Linked DNA regions of Arachis hypogaea: region 2 is linked to region 1. Evidence: chromatin contacts called from public Hi-C data. All regions are on one chromosome and are shown on one strand. Each heading gives the region's core, a stretch centred on a gene start, on an enhancer-like site or on the middle of the called end of the contact. The rest is flanking DNA. Distances are from core to core; before and after follow the strand shown.

What was found. A called contact is a pair of places that touch in the nucleus more often than the background predicts.
Region 2: a Hi-C map of leaf shows a contact between it and region 1, with 4 times the contacts expected there. The contact joins the promoter of LOC140175572 here to the promoter of LOC112715109 in region 1. A contact is called at or near these places in 2 of 8 Hi-C or Micro-C datasets (both in leaf).

What each region holds. Positions count from the first base shown.
Region 1 is chr10:9,631,084-9,635,769 of arahy.Tifrunner.gnm2.J5K5, reverse strand. LOC112715109 (D-cysteine desulfhydrase 2, mitochondrial) reads right to left here and starts at 2,225. Exons shown (of 7, transcript XM_025766864.2): 1 at 1,959-2,225; 2 at 1,454-1,759; 3 at 1,028-1,070; 4 at 572-916; 5 at 131-260; 6 at 1-4. The coding sequence starts at 2,054.
Region 2 is chr10:9,887,420-9,892,474 of arahy.Tifrunner.gnm2.J5K5, reverse strand. It overlaps LOC140175572 (protein MAIN-LIKE 2-like), which reads left to right and starts at 1,641. Exons shown (of 5, transcript XM_072204086.1): 1 at 1,641-1,727; 2 at 2,644-2,661; 3 at 2,745-3,367; 4 at 3,452-3,533; 5 at 3,583-3,639. The coding sequence starts at 1,641. The coding sequence ends at 3,639.

The sequences.
Region 1 (4,686 bases), core at 976-3,475:
AAGCCTGCACGGAAGCAAGAACAAAGATTATGATGATTTAATGTTGTCATTCTACTATGCCTCAAAATTTTGAAACATGACAAAGTAAAATAATTTGAAATTACTTTCAACTGAAATGGAATGCACACACCCTAAGCATAGGGCTGCAAGTCCTAAACCAACAGCTGTTGTGCCAGTTCCAGCATCTATAACAAATTTCAAGGCCCTTTCTTTTCCAAGTAAATGACTCTGTGATAAGTATTGCACTAACCGAATCATACCTGTACATAGAAACAATATTTTCATAGTGTTATTGCAACAACCAGCAATTAGACTTCACTAAACTAAGCACCAACTTAAGGAAATAAATAAAATGGATACATTCTCATAAAGTCAATTCTGTTCTTGTAAACATTTTAAATTACTTATGACTATTTTCTGTTGAGATGTTCAATTGATACTGGGACCCAAGCCTCATTTAAGATAAATTCAATTAAGGCATTGTTTCTTGTTTATTAAAATACAGAAATTAAGAAATGTTCTTTAAGATATGCCATCTTTTCCCCTCCTAAAAGAATAATCTTCTGATTACCTAGTAGAGCTACAGAATCACCTGCACCTTCATTGACAATTAAAAATTTCCGTTGAAGGTTTCTGTCACTTCTACTTACATCAAATTCCATCAAATTTGCAGTAGACAATTCTGTTGTTGAAGAATTTTGAGTGATATCGCCAAACGAAATGACAGAACCACTGTTACCAGCCACCGACTTAGCATAGTCCTTAAGCATGTTTTCTCTGTCGGCATAAATATTTCTCGGAACATATGTGACATTTCCATATAATGTAGACATCAAGTTATAGCCAGTTAAGATTTCAGGCTGCTCTCCTCGTAGAAGCAGGTGTGATGCAATTCCTCTCTCAGCACACAGAACCGCTGGGGAGAAAAAATAAATAAATAAATAAATTCTGATTTCAAAGGTAATATAACATCAACTAAAAAAGAAAAATCAGCATAATATTAACGATAACAAACAAAATTACCTACCAATAGCAGCTGTATGAGCACTTTGACAACCACCACATGTAACCTAGAAAATGCCCAAGCTGAAAGTTATTTGATATTGTAAATCCTAAAGTTAAGAAAATTTAGTAAAAGTTACTAGAACCAAGAAAAATTCAGAACAAATCAAGGACACTGATTACATACAGCAATCTAATATCCTAATTATATAGAGTAAAAATGAGTTTTAAAAAAAAAAACGTAACAAAAAAAGTTTACAAGAGCCCTGATTCTGTTAAGGCCACTTTAACTGAATGAATTGAAGGCTCAAGAATCTAACAAAAAGGAATCCATTCTTCCAAAGCCAATAAAACGAGCCACCAGAGAATGGTTAAAGGTTGTTAAAGAACATGATTCAACAGAAAGTAATGGTTAAACATGACTTTAACAAATTGATGAGAATGATTTTACCACATCAGTCACAGAATAGTCTTCAATAAGGGGAATCAACCCATCCAACTTTCTTGCTTTGTTGCCATTAATTAGTGGGTGCAACAAATCGTCACGCACCACATAGAAGCATTTCCCTTTATTTTTCATATCCCTAGCGCCATGACCGAAATCAGGAACGGTGTTCAATAGGAAATTACAACCATCTGATCCATGTCTAGGTATTATAACTTGGTGAATCTTTGTTTCAGGGCTTGGCAGTGTCCATCTTCTGTTGAGTATCTTTTCCATAAATTCCTCATTTCTAAATCTAGGTTTTGAAAGCACCTAATCATGAGAACGATTAGATATGTCTAAGCTTAATTCAATTGAGTAAAAATGAGAAAAAGGAAAACAACTACATTTAACTACATAACAAGTGGCAACAACTTCACTGTATTTTTTATTTAAATATAATAGGAGCAAATATCAATAGTAAACCCAAATAGAATTGCTTGGAAAAAGGAAAGGATAAAGTATAGTGTACCTGAAGAGTGTTAGAATTTTGAATCGCGTTTAACATGGTGACTGCTACATTCTTAGCGGGAAATTGTTGGAGCTTCATGTCATAGCACTTTCGCATCTTACAAGACGTCGGTCAGTTCATTGTGGTTAGAGTTCAGTATTCAGGTACAGAGGGAGAGCGCGAGCGCCAGCCAGAGCAAAGGAGCTAAGCTTGTCTATTTTGGGAGGTATGGCATTGCTCAATCAACAAGGATAAATGATAAAGGCAACTACTATCATGAATCGCAACAATATTTTTTCACGATGATTCTTGTTTAAAAAATATAACTTATTTGTTTAGTAACATTTTAAATAAAGATAATACTTTTACTTTAAATAAAAATTAAGTCTTATAATCTATTATTTAATGGTCAAAATAAAATATCTTTACATAATGATAATCATAAAATCTTGATTGGAGTAGTCATTAATAATAAATTCATAAACAATAATATGTTTTACATCCATACAAAAATTCTAACAAAACTATTCTGAACTTTTTTTGTTTTTAGAGGCGCCTCCACCAAATTATGTGAAATATATGTGCACCCCTCTCCTATTTCTATTGCCTAAAGCTTCTTCTTAAATGTTAACAATCTACATTGCAATTTTCGGATCTGCTCTGCTATTTGTCGTTCTTCTTCTTTTTTTTCTGTTGCTCGTCGTTCTTCTTACTATTCTTCTTTGTTTTCTTTTTCGATCTGTAGATTTATCTTTTTCATTTTTAGATTTCAATAGGCTATCAAAATAATGAATGATTCAACTTTAAATAAGTTGAATGAGAGCTTTGGATTATTCCTCTAAATCTTATCAAGCATACGAGGTTTGGATTATTCAATTTTGAATCGAATTGAATGGAATACAATTGCTAAATTAAATTGAACTGAATTGAATTGAATAGATGAATGTGTTTTGAATTGAATTGATAATCTCTAAATTGCAAACACAGATGTTTTGAATTTGATTTTATATATACAATGTTCGGCTCATTTAGCATTGTACATTGTTTTCGCTTTGATTTATATTTTCGGTTCATTATGCAGACAGTTGTTCGAATTTGAATTTATATAATGGACAATACTTTGTTCATTTAGTACTATAAAATGGTTTTCCTTTAATAATATGTTTGGTTCATTATGCAGATAGTTGTTCGAATTTGAATTTATATAATAGACAATGTTTCGTTTATTTAGTACTATACAATGGTTTCACTTTAAAAATATGTTCGGTTCATTCTGCAGTCTAAGTGTGTTATGGATGAACAATTTGTCCCAAAGATTGGGATGATTTTTAAGACACTAAAAAAAGTTAGAAAGTTTTACAAAAATTATTCCAAACTTGCCAGTTTTTCTACCAAAGTAAGGAACACGACTCAGAAGGGAGACGAGATTAAGAATCAACTAATCGTATGCAGCAGAGAGGGGAGGTGAAAATCCAAGATATCTCCAACTCTGAAGACAAACCCCTCAACCATCATAAATTATCCAGCCAGGATTTATGTACACATATTGAAGGACGTCAGTCTTTAGATAATTTCCAAAGTTATTCTGAATCATTCACACCCATGTTATCCAGACCGAACAGAGATGCTCAAACAACACAGGGAGCTAAGCATGTTTGTGCGTCGTACCATCAAAAACAACGACGAAGCCGGAATCAAACTGAGCAAAACATACTAATCATTCGCAGCAGCAGCGAGAAGTAATCAGGAACTAAGTATTATAGAAAAGACATTCGGAATTACATCACAAGGGACGTACAGAATGTTTTCGAACAAGACGATGCCAAAGAATTTGGGAAGTACTTATTAAGAATGAAAGAGAAGAATCAAAATTTCTCTTTCGAGCTTAACCTTGAAGGCGATCACTCCATCAAAAATGCATTTTGGACCGATGCAAGAAGCTGGGCTACATGCGAGTATTTCGGAGACGTGGTTTCATTTGACACCACCTACAACACAAACAAGTATTTTGTTCACTAACATATAGTTTTAGGTTCACAGAATCTACACATTTCAGTTCATAACTGTGTGAGAGTGTCCATTTATACAGGTACAATCTGGTTTTTAGTTCTTTTGTGGGTGTGAATCATTATAGTCAGTCAACACTTCTCAGATGCGCTCTGATAAAAAATGAAGGCATCCGATCATTCAAATGGCTATTTGAATGTTGGTTCCGTTGCATGTGAAGGAAGGCATCAAAAGGCATCCTTACCGACCAATGCGCATCGATGCAAAGGGCCATCGAGATGTGCATGCCAACAATAATTCACCAGTAGTGTATCAAGCACATCATAAAAAAGATCCCAAGCAAATTAAACGGCTACAAGCGACACGAAGAAATCAAATAAGAGATGAGCCATGTCGTTTGGAACTCGTTCTCAAAAGACACATTCTACAGAAATTGGAACGATCATGTCACAAAGTTTGGCGTATGAGGCAATAAGTGGCTCTCAGGTAACTAACGTTTTTAATTCGAATTATTTTGACGCCGTTACTTTTTTTGTTAAACGTGCACATCTTTCAGTTTATATGGGCTCATGTTTTGGTTCATTCTACAAAGCTATACGAAGATCACCATTTATGCATTCAAGTTTACCTGGATCACCACTTTGGGGTCCGGATGAGAAGCACACAAAGGAGTGAGGGCATGCACATATCTTTCAACAAGTTCATCACATGGAACAGCTCCATGATTCAATTTGTGAAGCAA
Region 2 (5,055 bases), core at 392-2,891, 260 kb before region 1:
AATTTTTTTAAAAACAGAGTTGAATATTATACTCTTATTATTGTCTAAAATAAAAGAGTATTGTGCTTTTTATTTTTTTAAGTAAATAAAGGTAATTACTATTTACTTAAAGAATAAAGAGTACATTTTTAAAATTATTTTCTAAAAATATTAAAAATAGATAAATTTAATTGAATGATAGTAAAAATTTTAAATTTTTATTTATTAAAAAATATGTAAAATTAAACTTATTGTTGCTACCACGCAACACCACCTTCGATTCCTAGTTTAATGGTATTTTTTCTTATTTGATAAATAATCATATTATTATTTCAGCGTAAATGTTGATTATATTATAACTATTTTTAATTGTGAAAAAATATTGATAGAATTTATTTATGCATAAACTGCTACAGTATGCCACAGATTTACCTATCTTTATTTGTGTATAAACTGCTATAGCCAACAACAATTTATGTACGTTGTACCTTCTTTAGAAATTCTATTGCTTATAGTGATTTCTGTCCAATTCTATTTTAATCGTTACTTGGAACAAATTATGTTTAGTTTTAAATTTGTTGGTGCAAGTAGCGATTTATATAATTATAGAAAATTTGTAAATAAATATAAAATTTCAAGAAGTTGTAATTTGATAAAGTTAATTTTTAATTATTTTATTTAAATAACTTGTCTTTTTCCTAATGATGTAATTCGTTTTTGTTAAAATAGTAGGTAAGAATGGTTTCATATAATGAAAGAAAAAAATGGTCAAGAGAAATTAAATAAATTTACTCTCTCTTCTATTTTAAACTTTTATATTTTTGTAATTTTAAATTGAAGAATCAAGAGAAAAATGGAATATAATTTCATATTTTGTTGACTTGTATATAATTCTTTTGTTCTATTGTTAAACCTTTTACATATATACAGTTAATTTTAACCTCATACCTAATGGGTAATTTGACTAATTTCTAAGCTTCATGTTTCTTATTATTGTTTTTCAATTTCTGTAATGTTTTTAAGTAGATATAAAACTAATTTAATTTATAAACATAAAATGCGTAATAAATTCTAAGTCTTAAAAAAGTCTTTAAATTTTGTTATTTTTATTAATGTTGCAAGTATAAGATATATAGAATTAGTTCTATATTAAAAAAAATAAAAAAATAATAAATTTATAAGATAAAAGATACATTAATTTATTATTTTAATATTTTAAGTTAGATATGACATCTTTTTATTTTATATTTTTTTACTTAATGAGCTCTTCACAAAGATCCAACAATTTTGAGGGACCAAATTAATTTATGTATACGTTTTTGAAGATACTTTTAACATTAACTCTTTTCTGTTATCTAATATAGAGTAGGTTTCAAATAATAATAATAATAATAATAATAATAATAATAATAATTTATATACTACTACATAATAGGACACCCAAAACAAAATAACAGAATTTATTTTTATTATGGAAAAGCAAGTGGTGTTTTGGGAGAATATTGGAGGCTGGGGTGATTTACCGGGTGGTGGGATAGCCAGTCAACACGCAGGGGCGAGGTGACGCGGCAACCAACGAAGCTTCTGACACCACGTAGGGGCGTGGTGAAGCTGACAGACTTCATGTCACCACCACGCAGGGGCGAGGTGACGCGGCGACCATGCATGCGTCTGACACCACGCAGGGGCGAGGTGCAGCTGGCGTTGCGGAGTTCCAAGGTCCTTCACCTCGGGGGGGCGTGGTGCAGGTGCCGGCATGCAGGGGACAGGCTCCCCGATAAACAGCAAAGCGTGGCCTCTTCAAGCTCTATATAAAGAGCATTCCCCTCCCTCCATCATTCATATACAAGAGAGTTTCAAGTTACTTTGAGAGAGAGCTCCGAAAGGGTAGTAGTGAGAGGTAGTAGTGAGAGGGAAGAAGGGTTTTGTAGGGAAAGGGGTTGCTGTTAGGAGCATAGTGGATAGAGTGAAAAAATAAGAGTCAGTAAAAAAAAAATTATTTTGTATTTATTTTGAAAAATGGTTTGTAATTATAATGCTCCGGAGGATCATATAATAAATTATTTGGATCATCCTATATATGTAAGTTGGTAAATTATATTTTTATTGTATATATTTTATCTGTTATTTTTTGTTATTTAATATGTTAAATAATAATTTTTTGTTAATTTTAAATTAATTTTCTAATATAAAAATACTAAAATAAAATATTATATTATACAATACAATACTATACTATAATATACTATACTATACGATATAGTAAAATTTTTTTAAAAAAATATATTTCTCTACGATATAAATATAAACTCTAATAAAATAAAAATATATATATACTGTAAGTAAATAAATATGTATATTTTGAACATATTCAAAAGTTTAGCATGTAAATGTGGTAATGTTAAAGTAATAAATAAATATTAAAAATATATATAAGTTGTTATTTATAATATTAAAATATTAGAAAAAATATTTTAATTATGTTAATGGTACTGCAGTCTACGTTAATAATTTTAATAAATAAAATATTAAAATAAATAAATATGTAAATAATATTATTAATTGAAGTGATTACATACATTTTATAAATAGATATGGTAATATTTGTTTATTAATAAATGAATAGTTATAACTAATATAACAAATATATTTTTGTTGATGCAGCCTAACAGAAATTTGTTGGTGCGTAAATTGGATCCGCCACAGAGTTGGAATCCGAGGGTCGAAAACTACTTACGCGCCACTGGATTCTACCACGTATCTAGGATTGGGATGATAAGAGGATTTCACCGTTGTTAGCTGCTCTGGTTGAAAGGTGGAGGCCGGAGACTCACACTTTTGTGTTGCCGGTGGGTGAGGTTACAGTGACATTGGAAGATGTCGCACATATATTTGGGTTACCAATTGATGGAGAGCCTGTAAGTGGATGGACTGATAGTAGTAGTGATTTCGTTCAGAGTCAGAGCATGGCAATATTCGGACGTCAACCGGTGCTCAGTCGTAACTCGAAATCCTATATAAAGCTTAGTTGGGTTCGAAGTATCAGAGATGAAGAGTCGTTGGATACTGAAGAGTCCATAATGAGATACGTGAGATGTCAGATTTTCTGTCTGTTAGGGTCGACCCTATTCACAGATAAGTCGACCGCATACGCCCATGCGAAGTATCTACCGTTGCTTCGCGATTTCGACCGGATCCATACTTATAGTTGGGGTTCAGCATGTCTTGCACATCTTTATAGAGCACTATGCCGTGCATCACGATATGATACGAAGGAGATGGATGACCCTCTTAATCTGTTGTTTGTTTGGGCGTGGGAGCGAATGCCGTGTATTGCGCCTGTACCGAGATATATCCTTCCACCTGCTGAGATACCAGTTGCCATGAGGTAAATATTTATGGTTCTTGTCAGAGATTATATTCATTATGCATGTTTCAATTAGGGGTATTAACGTAAATACACATGTTTCAGGTGGAGTCATTCGGAACGGAGCGCAGCATGGTTAGAGAAGACCGTTGAGACATTTAGGAATGACATAGACTACATGCAGGAGGTAAATATTTATGGTTCTAATGAATCCTAGTTCCATACATTACTGTTAGGGTTTTGACATTGGAATTATCTGTGGCAGTTTGAGTGGCGGCCGTACGAAGGAATAATCGTACCCGTTGAGTTACATGTACATCTTGATGTGTGTGATATCGTTGCTCCGTTGTTGTCATTCGAGTGTATCGAGTGGCACCCTGCGGACCGAGTTATGCGTCAGTTTGGGTTCGCACAGCCCCCCCCCCCCCCCCCGCGAATACCAAGGGTCATTCCACTGGAGCAGCATTGCATGGCTCTTCGCGGAGTGCAGCTTCATGACTGGACAGTTTTGCATGCGGGTTGGATAGAGGAGTGGGGCAATAGGCGAAACGCTCGACTGCGGGATCTGCACCCCCTTCCGACAGTCACACGTACGTCGAGCAAGATCGACGACTAACACCTTTCCGCTAGTCATTTCGCGCACCTCAAATACTTCATTCCGTCTGTCAAAACGGTGCACAACTATATTCCCAGCCTGTTGCATACTTGCCTCTATCCGCTGTTGTGCGAATACGGAGTAAGTATATCCAGCATGTTTGCGTTCGTGAGATTCAGCACTCTTCCGTGTGAAAAGTTCATTCAACCGATAATACGTTGCTCGGACTAACACCAACACAGGTAGATTACGGGCACCCTTCAACACTGAGTTAATGCACTCGACAAGGTTCGTCGTCATATGGCCCCATCGATGTCCCTCGTCGAATGCCAGTACCCAATGTCTAAGTCCAATGGCATCGCACCACCTGGCGTATGCCTCGCCTCGCTCTTCCAACCTCTTATAGTTGATGTTATACTCTTCCACCGTTCTTGAATACCCAATATTGACCACAAGCTTTTGCAAGTGAGGGACTTTGAATGCTCGTAGGAAGTTGCTGCCGATGTGCCTTATACAAAACATCCACCATGCTCTTGGAGGTTGCCAGTCACCTCCGGAACGATTTACTGCTGCTCGAATTGACTCATGCCGGTCCGAGATCATACCCACACCATCTTTTCTGACAACATGCATTCGCAGATTCCTTAGAAAGAAGTGCCACGCATCAGCTGTCTCCCCTTCCACCAAGGCAAAAGCGATAGGCACAATGTTTTGGTTCCCATCCTGTGCAACAGCTACCAGAAGTGTACCTTTGTACTTTCCATATAGGTGTGTTCCATCTACCTGAACTAGGGGCTTGCAATGCCTGAATGCCCTAACGTATGGATTGAAACTCCAAAATACGCGATGAAGTATTTTTACCCCTTGCGCCTCTTCATTCCCATTGTAGAGTGGCCGTGTTTCTATCTGGACAACTGACCCAGGCATCTTCTGAACCATAACCGAGAGCCACCACGACAAGGCTTGGTAACTCTCCTCCCAATCACCGAAAACTTTCGCTATGGACTTCTGCTTTGCCAACCAAGCCTTTCGGTAACTGATGGTATAGTTGAACCTTGACTGGACTTCGGCTATTATAGTTTTCACCTTTATGGACGGATCAGTCTAGACCAAT